Linked DNA regions of Gadus morhua: region 1 is linked to region 2. The links are chromatin contacts, called in public Hi-C maps. All regions are on one chromosome and are shown on one strand. Each heading gives the region's core, a stretch centred on a gene start, on an enhancer-like site or on the middle of the called end of the contact. The rest is flanking DNA. Distances are from core to core; before and after follow the strand shown. Region 1 holds the start of LOC115546168 (carboxypeptidase Q). Region 2 holds the start of ulk4 (unc-51 like kinase 4).

The links. Hi-C and Micro-C count contacts between places; a contact is called where the count stands out from the background.
Region 1: a contact with region 2 is called in a Hi-C map of gonad, with 6 times the contacts expected there. The contact joins the promoter of LOC115546168 here to the promoter of ulk4 in region 2. A contact is called at or near these places in 2 of 6 Hi-C or Micro-C datasets (gill and gonad).

The regions. Positions count from the first base shown.
Region 1 is chr6:4,600,263-4,605,513 of gadMor3.0, forward strand. LOC115546168 (carboxypeptidase Q) reads right to left here and starts at 1,948. Exons shown (of 11, transcript XM_030359862.1): 1 at 1-1,948. LOC115546169 (syndecan-2) reads right to left here. Exons shown (of 5, transcript XM_030359863.1): 2 at 5,130-5,251; 3 at 4,166-4,314; 4 at 3,503-3,710; 5 at 2,383-3,147. The coding sequence ends at 2,984.
Region 2 is chr6:4,370,806-4,375,782 of gadMor3.0, forward strand. It overlaps ulk4 (unc-51 like kinase 4), which reads left to right and starts at 2,118. Exons shown (of 23, transcript XM_030359222.1): 1 at 2,118-2,832; 2 at 3,318-3,455; 3 at 3,793-3,892; 4 at 4,163-4,302; 5 at 4,416-4,599; 6 at 4,801-4,902. The coding sequence starts at 3,318.

The sequences.
Region 1 (5,251 bases), core at 698-3,197, 230 kb after region 2:
TACTTGAGATGGTAATATTTGGGTTAAACTATAGGCCTGTGTCCTTTCTGTATGGATATAAGCTCGACCCTACAACTTTCAGAAAGCCACACGTTCCAATTTTATTCAAATGCTCTGATGTTCGGCCAGAATCAATAAAGGCAGCATGTCTGTATGTGTTTGCATTGGTTACGGTTTGAATGCTAGAAAGTAGGCCTATGAAGATTCTTTGTGGTTAATCACCATTAATTTACAACGTAACCCAACCCAGACCTTAACCCGGTAAAAAAATAGATATAGTATATTGATCAAAAGGATTTGGGAAAGTGTGACAAGACAAGAATCAACATAGGCCAACCAGTCCAAACGGGTGAGAAGAAATGTAATTAAATAGCGTAGGATCAAGCCCACATTTTATTAAGGACCAAAAAACACTGGAACAAGCTTGATTTATCCGAAAAGAATAGAAATCGATTTCATTGTAATCAAACTTGTGTATGATCACAAACAATAATCCAGCACTATGGCACTAACATCAAAAAAAATGGCAGTTTAATATCAAGTTCTCAATATAATTAACATAATCTTACCAAGTTTTCACAAAGTCAATTATTTTTAAATACATGTAGGCTATATCGAAGCAAAATTGAAGATAATACAAATATTTGGTCGGCTTTTACATTACTGTGCCAAAATGTCTGTGTTGTACACCTGAACATAATCCAACTGCCTTCGTCGACCCTCTCCAGATTTAGAGCACTCAAATGTTTGCATTAAAATAAGTCTTTTTGATATAACACTGAGCATCTGGTTATTGTTAAGTTTAACATTATTAATGTTATTATATTAAAGATTACCGTAGAATGTGTGTCAGAAATATACGGTCAAATATCAAATCCTCCATGTTGAAATACATAGCGTCTGAGAAATAGTTGGCTAGCAAAGCGCCATTAATTAAACAAAAAAACTCCCGAACGTTAATATTTTTTTTCTCCGAAGTGAACAGTAAAATTGATTTATTGGACTAAACCAAACATTTGTAAGACATCACGATCTGGCTTGTTTTTGCTCCTTCAAGCTGTACGCTAAAAGCTCCGTGGAATGTAAGGAGCGGAATGTGCTTTGGTTTAGGTCAGTCCACTTGTAAAGGCATGTGGATTACACTAATTATTCATGGGCACGCTTAGAGGTGTGGTCGATAATATCTCCCTGCTCTATTGTTGCACAGAGAGTGTTCGGCTAGGAGCACTTCAACCAGCCTGGTGGCGTAGTAGCTTAGACGTGCACGGACACACACAGGCCTTCTTGCTCTGAGTAAATACCCTGTCTGGTTGAACACGAATGTTGAAATTGTTCTTATTGTAGGCTGAAATCCCTCGCCAGCGATGTCCCATGGTAACCACTTGGTGTTTGGGGCTGACCCAAGACATCGTTTTTGGAAAAAAAGGAAATTGTTTGGTTGCTCTATAATGAATGGACAAGCACCAACATTGATAAGAATAGGTGCAAGACATTGCGACTCCTGTATATATATATATTTGTATATAAAATAACTCTTTGGCAAAGATATTCGCAATTATATTTGACTTTTTCTCAAAACATTGAAATCAATAATCAAAAAAGATGGTCCAGTAACACATTTTCATAGCAAAAAAAAAAAGGTAGATGAATCAAACATTCATATCTCCCGAAAAATAATAATCAATCGAAAAAGGCAAACAAAATGCAGCAATCAAACTTGTTTCCTAAACGACAGGATAACAAAAGATATCTTTACCTCATGTAAAGAGGACAAATTACATAATGCAGTTCACAACAAGAATATTTATAACCCTATATTTAGTACCATAAAGTAGTGTTCATCCTTAGGTTCAAAAAGGATGAACACTTGTCCGTGTTTAAATGTTGATATAAACTTTGCTACAATGCTGAAGTTAACAGGTCCTGGTTTGGCTGCAGCTCTCTGAAAGTATAAATTAAATCGATCTTAAAAGGTCCCATGACATGCCACCAGGAGTGAGTGTGATTAGCCGTTACAAGCGTTTTGAAAATCTCCCCCTTATGACATCACAAGTGGGCGTGTCCACCTAGATGTGTGCTGGATAGATCAGTCCACCAGCCTACCCAGTGGATTGTAGCAAACGTTGCTTATCTATCCGTCACACATCGAGGCGGACACGCCCACTTATGATGTCATAAGGGGCAGATTTTCAAAACGGCTTGTAACGGCTAATCACACTCAAACCTGGTGGCATTTCATGGGACCTTTAAATGCATGAACAGGGCCAGCCCGATGTGGTAAAGCTGTCGTAAATGGATGTCTGACATGTACAAAGTCCTCAATACTGATGTACTTCACCGTCCCATGAGGAGTGGACGAGTGCGGTTGAGTGACTAACTGAATACGATATTATTTCGTTTTAATTTCTTGAGCCTTCGAATACACATCAGCCGCTAAATCCCCTTCCATTGGACAGTCCGACATTTTGGTTTTTGGCTAATCATTCATAATTCAGAGAATAAGGCAGGCGGCGATGGGAAAAGAAGACTATATGACAGAAAGAGGTGAAAGGGGAGGAGGCTCGACTAAAAGTAAAAAGCGTTGCAGAGCAAAAAGCCACGCTAAAAACACAAAAACTCAAATCCCTGGGACAACATCCAAAGCTCTGACCCACTCCGCCCTCCCCTAAAAAGGACTGCTATATCTCTTTGTGAATCGGTGACAACATTCTGTTAGACAAGGTGATGTCACCGACGTTTGGCCAATCAGAAAAAACGGTTGCATTTGGAAAAACCCGGGTAATGAGGCTGCACCGGGCGGGGGGGGGGGGGGGGGGGGGGGGTTGATTCGCGGTGTCGGGTTTCTCTTGTAACGAAACACGAAACACTCTCCCTTCAGACTTCGAATGATTGATAATGCCCCGTGTCTTCGAGTGCTGATTGTCAGACGCAACGAGAGCACACACGTCCCCGGGCGCCGGCTGCCGTCGAGGTCAGCTGAGGTTCAGGCGTAGAACTCCTTGGGGGGCTGCTTCTGGTAGGCACTGGGGGGGACCTTGGCCATGCCCAGCGCGTAGCTCCCCTCGTCCTTCTTCTTCATGCGGTAGGCGATGAACAGGACCAGGAAAAGGGCGCACAGGAACCCGACCACGCCGCACGCTATCACCGCTAGGCCACGGGGGAGGGAACGAGAGCAACGTTTTACAAACAGGTCGTCGGCAATACGAACCACCGCTTAAAAAGGGGTTCCAGATAGACGATTTGCAAGTCAACGGATGCGTAATAGGCCAATTTCAATGAATGGTGTAATTTTAATCGAACGAGCGAACAATCACAGCATCTCATGCGTTTACTGAAGGCACTTTGTTTTGATACTACTTTTTATAGTGCTTTAAGGTCATTGGTAACCAGTCTCTAAATATCAAACCACTGGGTTAACATCATCGCACGTGGAGCCAGGTGGGGGGACTTTACACAGCCACTATGTAAACATGCGAGTGTTGACGAAGTCGTCCATCCTCACCAGCCAGCACCTCCGTCCTTTGCCACATGTTATCAGACACGAATTCTGGTTCCACCACCATCTCTTCCCTCGAGCCGGCTTTAGATAAGACCCTGTCACTCTCCTCAGGCAGGATGATGTCGTCGTCCGAGGTAAATGTGGTGGGGAACTCAGGGACTGCGGTATCAGGTTCAATTTCAGGTTCTTCTGAGGCTTCCAGCCCTGTTACCTGATGAAAAGGAATCAAATACATATGAATATATAATAGTACGTAAAAATATATATTACAGAATAAATATATATGTTTAAAAATGCTTAGGGAATTTGACATTTAGTTAATTTGATCAACTCAAACCACAATATGATGACTGAGTTAAGGCTTTTCAACGTACGAATGTTGATATTTAATTATAGATGATTGGGAAAGCTTCGGTTCACACCAGGCAGTGTTGTTAGAGTAGTGTATTAGGATTTTTCCAAGTGTTTAATTTTAATTTATCGATTATTTCTGGGTATACTGAGAATCAGGTGCTCCTTTAAGCAGCACCCTTTTTTAGCGACATGTAAATGATCCCAACATGCAAAATATCCTAACATGCATGACTAGTATAAATGTTTTTCAAAAATCAGGCTATAATTCGCTTAGCCTTACAGGCAAATAAAAAGGAAGTCAACGATGCCCACCTCAGTCTCGGCTTGGATCATGTATGGAGGGGTTGTACCATCCTGCATCATGGTCGGTGAGCTAGTGGCCGCCAGTGTACCATCCGGGGTCACAGTCTTAAAGTCCAGGCTCCATGTCTTGTTCATTATATCTGGGATCTCCGTTGTGTCTGGGGAAGAACCACCAAGAACCATTGATTAAAACCTTTGTGCTCAAAGCAGTGGAGAAAAAATGCACACAAAAACAAACTTGATGAACCACTTCACTCTTTGTTTGGTTTATAGTAACAAAGTGGTTCGCCTAAAAAGGTTTCATGCTAACCACTCAGATAAGGCTTCACCTGGCTATGGAAATGTTAGAAAACCTCAGGGACCATAATGCCTCTCGTGAAACACAATATTACAACTTATATTAGGCTCAAAAGATTGTACTAGGTGATGTCATTCATTTGACATAGTTGGTAGGGGCTATTCCATGACATGATGTCATGGATTTTTCACATAGGTTACTGAATCTATGACTTAGGGTCATAGAGTCATAAAAGATCTTATTCGCCATAGCAACAAAGAGTATTTTAACCAACCCTCAGACTCCGCCCATAATGATGACTGCATCACTTGGCTCTTCATAAAACATGACCTGGCGAACTTATCACCTCAGGACAAACATCTGGCTTTTTTATTTACAGGTTTGTGTGCGTGTGCATGTGTGCGTGCGTTTCCAATCAAAAGGACTATTCTTTCGAAGTCATTATTATTTTGAATGCACCCAGTTTTTGTTTACAAAACCAATAGAGTGAACTCTTTCATGCCACCACATGCAAGACTCGTTTTTAGCCTGCATGACAATATAACCCTCGAGACTGGGTTATAATTCCCAAAACGTATGAATGCTTCTTCCTGCTGCAGGAAAATGAAGGACCTCTGCTCTCTTTGAAATGTCTGTTGATTTTCGTAGGCGTAGCGAGTGTTTGAGCATTCTTACCGAATTCACTCATTCCGGAGCCTGAGATATTGGTTTCATCATCTTCGTCGTCGGAAGGGATGCCCCCCGACGACTGGCCCTCCAGGTACATATCATCTGAACCGGGAGAGGTCTGGGAAGAC
Region 2 (4,977 bases), core at 868-3,367:
ATACCGTACATAGGTTATGATTCTGGATGATTTTTTAGGTAGTGGCCATCCCCAAAATGCACCAGAATACAGGAAATCATATCTACCAAATTCAAAATTGTGTAGCTTCTCTCAGCTCACGTTTAGTTAAAGTGTGCAGTCATGTGGCCCTCCGATGGTTATGATGAAAAATGTGGCCCTCTTTATCATGAAAGTTGCCCATCCCTGCTGTAGGAAGTTCCAAGACAGTGACACACTTGATCCACCAGGGGGCACAGGATCCCTCCTCCTCCCTGCTCTGGTTAATGTCTTATGTAGTTGATTCTTCTGCGGTGTTCTTTTTGAGCCATTTTCGGATATCCATGGCTAAATGCTTAATTGTTGCCGCCGAAGAAGTTCAATGTCGGTGCTGTGCGCGCCATAGATATACTATACACATGGGCGCGCGCATTTTTCACACGACGCCGGCCACCGGCCGAGGCGCAGTTAACGCGCATCTGTCGTCATAATAATAATAACGTTCTTATCGGTTTAGTGAACAAAATAAATGCAGAAAATAACGGTATTTAATGTAAAATGTCACAAGTTTAATTACAATTTGTTTTGTGAGCATGTATTTTATTATCTTTTATGATACTAGTGAAAAAAAATATCTCCCTCCTTTTTTCAATTGAGGGTGCACATTTTTTTGGGGGGCGCAATGCATGCTTATGCACCTCCGTAGAACCGGGCCTGTGAGCCTCATTGTGGACGGTACAGCTGGAAGGTCAGCTGCAATTCTTTCACTGCGTCCTCCACAGCTTGCTCCTGAATGTAAAACAATTTCACCTTTGATTGTCCCTCACTCAGAGCTTGGTACATGGACAATGCCGTGGGAATATCAACTCGTTGACAAGCCTGTCGGCCCACCTCTTCAATGTGCCACCCACAACATCTGGGACACCGTTGCCATGGCGGGCTTCGAAGTAGTTCTTGTAAACCCCTTCTTGAAAATTTCAGTACAAAAGAGGTAAAAATGACCACGCTGCTTGTACTGTGTGCAGGGGCTGTCGCTAAAAAAATGGATGGTTGTCACATCCGGGAATCTCTCTTGCATTTCCCTCAGGATGGGCTCCAGGTGTTGCCATATGGCAGGTGGTCCCTTCAGCCGGGATGCCGATACAGTGCAAAAGGAGGTAGGGACAGATGCCCCCCCCCCCACATAAACCCCAGTGTGCACTTCTGAGTGAACTGAAGGAGATGCAACCCTGTAAGGTAAGGGTGCACTCACACTAGGCCATCTGGCCGTGGCCGTTTTCACACCTAACTGTGCTCAAATCTGCCAGTGTGAGTGTGGCCAGTCTGGCCAGGCCAGGCCAACTTGGCCACTTGGGAGAGTGGTGCTGCTACGGTACGGGCCGCCACGGTACAGATGCTAATGAGCCGACACGCGCACACGCACGGCTACGCAACCTGAGCTGGATGACGTATAGTCCATGCGACGACTATGGACATAATAAAGGCAACGAGCCTTCTTTCCCATTAAACGGTAAACATGGCGTCAAGCGGTTCAAATGTTGGTTCACGTTGGTCCCATAGAGAAGTCGACTGACTTTTAGCTGTTTAAACCAGCAGTGAGAGTGGGCTCTATCTGAGAACGGCTCCAAATAAGCAACAGACTCAGCAAAGTGCGAACTGTGTTCTCTGTGTTGCTGTCCATTGTTGTTAAAACTCTGACTGGCGGCAGACTTATTATGGTGATTATGGTCCATGCAGCGGACGCTTGGTGATGACGTGTTACGACGTGATGACGTATGTACAAGAGCCTACCATGGCCAGGCCACAGTTGCGACCATAGACATCTTATAGCATATATATAAACTTCTTCTCAGTCTTTCTGTTCTGGCCTTTTGAGAACGAAGCCTCTTTCCAGAAGGCAACCATTGAAACATTATATGGCCTTGGTGATGACAGTCCTTTAAAATTGCAAGTCCAAAGTTGTGTATCACTGGGTTGTCCCTATTTAACAACTCGAGAAACAGGTACAGGTTATGCATGTCACAATCGTTATGTATATATTCCAGATTTGGTTTATGATGTGAGGGTCTGACTCTTCTGTTAGCAGCATCCGGCGGCGGGGTGCAGCAGTAGCAGCAGCAGAGTCAGGTGGCGATGTGCAGCGGTGTTCCTGGTTCTCCGGTTGCTTGTGTTCTGGTGACAACGTCGCTGGCTGGCTATGCTTGTTTCCAAGCACCTCCGGATGTTATTTGTATTAAAGCCCAACAGGAAGGCAAAGTTCATTGTCAAAGTTCACTTGCTTCTGATCAATTGGTGTAATTTTAATAACTTCCTTGGGGTCTTCTAGAATAGTATTGCAGACCTTCGTCGGTGACAATGCTATTGAAAGTAGGGTTGTAAAAGTTATTAAGTCCTTTATGAAATAGTTAAAAGATAATGTTAGCATACATCTATATAATTGAATGCATCTATCTATCTGTCGAACTTCTATCCGTCTCATTCAGCTTCTATGGCAACCCTTTTGCATCTCGTCCTGTCGCTTAGCAACGAAGGGACAGCACCAAGGTGACGACACTAGGGTTAGTTGATTACGGCTAAATCGCAAACTACAAAAACAAACAATACGTTTTCATTTCACGTGAATATTTTTTATATCTGACTGAATTAGACAATCAAAATTATTACATAGAAAGCGATTTTGTCTATATACGGAACTTATATATCCATGAAATTTCCCTGCACCCCCGGCAGGCGCAGTGAAGTGGTCCAAAGCAACTTCCTGTAAAACAAACAGCGCGTTGGTCAAGCCAAAGAAGTTGAGGCTTTGGCAATGACAACAGAGGAAAGACCCAAACTGTAAATACATTTATTGTAAGTTTAGCAATGGTCCAATACCATTTTACTTCCGACCCTACCGTGTCTTTTCTCGGGGGATGCAGCTGTTTACAATGTGTGTATTAGTGAACGGATCAGTAAACTCGGTCTCGCTCGATTTCTAACGTTACAGTGTGCTCTATGTTAGTGGTGTATATTTTATCAATATGATTTAATCATATTAGAAATTACTGTCTGTATTATATAACAACCCTTCAATTAACAACATTTAAAGCTATATTATTAATTGTATTCATATTCCAATTTTCCGTGCTTACAATTTATTTTCCCGATGCTTGCTGTGTTACGTTATGGTCAACGTTTACTATTCTAGAACATGAACGTTCAGCCCAAACGTTATTCTTTATATTTTGTACATGTGACTCGGGACAAATTGTGGTTTCCTTTTAATTTTCCAAGATGTGTATACTGCGCAGCTAGTTAATGTCATCCTCATATCATACCAGATGGAGAACTTCATCCTTTATGATGAGCTAGGGTCAGGTAGCAGGTCTGTGGTGTATAAAGGCCGAAGAAAGGGCAGTCTTGGTTATGTAGCCATTATCTGTGCCGATAAGAACAAGAGGCCAGAAATCACCAACCATGTAAGTCTGTGTTTTATATTCCACACCGTGCAACTCAACACACTTGTTTGACCAACATGCTTTCAATGTCTTTGCAATTGTAACGATTATGTAGTGGTTTATTTATTTATATTGATTGATTTATTGTCAATAAAAACCCTTAACCATCATGTAACTGCTGAAATAACCATTTCTAACATAACCATTTATTTAAAATGTAGAGTTTAGACCAAAGCTATAAGGAAATACACATTGACATTAATTAGAGATAGTCGGTAAATCTTTCAGACAAAAAGGAACATCTCCATGATTACATGTTTAAAATAGATAATCCACTAATATCTTTGTCGGTAATCAGGTACGCCTCTGCAATGACCTGGACCATCAGAACATTGTGTCCTTCTGCGAGTGGTATGAAACCAGCAATCATCTGTGGTTGGTCATGGAGCTCTGCACAGGTCGGTGGCTACGACTTTAGTCCTGGCTCTAGGCTACACTGCATAAAAACCTATTTTGGTTAACTTAAATTCTAAATTGTAATGGTAACATCCTTTTGTTCAGTACACGACATATACCAGAGCTTCATGTTTCAATTATGATGCTCGTAGTTTGAAGCCAAGAAATTATATGTCTGATGGAGATTGGCAAAAATAAGTAGATTTTTATTGAAGGATGCATTTGACCTTTTATTCAATTATTTTACTTTCGTTTTTTCATACCGTCTTGAGGTGGCTCCCTGGAGTCTGTGATTGGCCAGGATGGCTGTCTGACAGAAGACATGGTGAGGTCCTTTGGATGGGACATAGTCAAAGGGCTGAAGCATCTCCACCAATCAGGAATCATCTACTCTGACCTCACTCCTGCCAAGGTAAGTCCCCCCCCCCCCCCCCCACCCCGCTTTCCCAGCTGTGCACAAATGTAGGGCAGACAAAGAAAGTATGACTACCAAGTGTTGACGTGGTGTCTGTGGCTGCTCCTCAGGTCTTGCTGGACGGGGAGGGCGTGCTGAAGCTCAGTAACTTCTGTCTGTCCAGGGCGGCGGGAGAGACCCTTGAGGAGTTCTTCACAATGCTGTGCCTCTCGGGCCAGTCGGGCCAGGCAGGAGGGGAGGGCGGAGAGGGGGACCAGGAGGTCTCTGAGAGCGGCCTCAGGAAGAGGATACGAGGTCCCCACCGACTCTATTGGTTTTGAGATGATGTCATGTACTGCTAATTGTCAGCTCGTCAAATGGATACAAAACAAAACATAAAGACCGCTAAGAATAGCGAACATTTAGTTTTAGTTTAAACATTGATCCAAATGCTGACTTGTGTCATGTGTGTGTGTGCGTGTGCGTGTGCGTGTGTGTGTGCGTGTGTGCACACAGGTTCTCCAGTCTACAGTGCCCCAGAGATCTTGCAGGGAGCCAATACCAGTCCCAGCTCTGATCTGTGGGCATTGGGTTGCATGCTCTACCACATGTACTCAGGTAATACACACACACACACACACACACACACACACACACACACACACACACACACACACACACACACACACACAC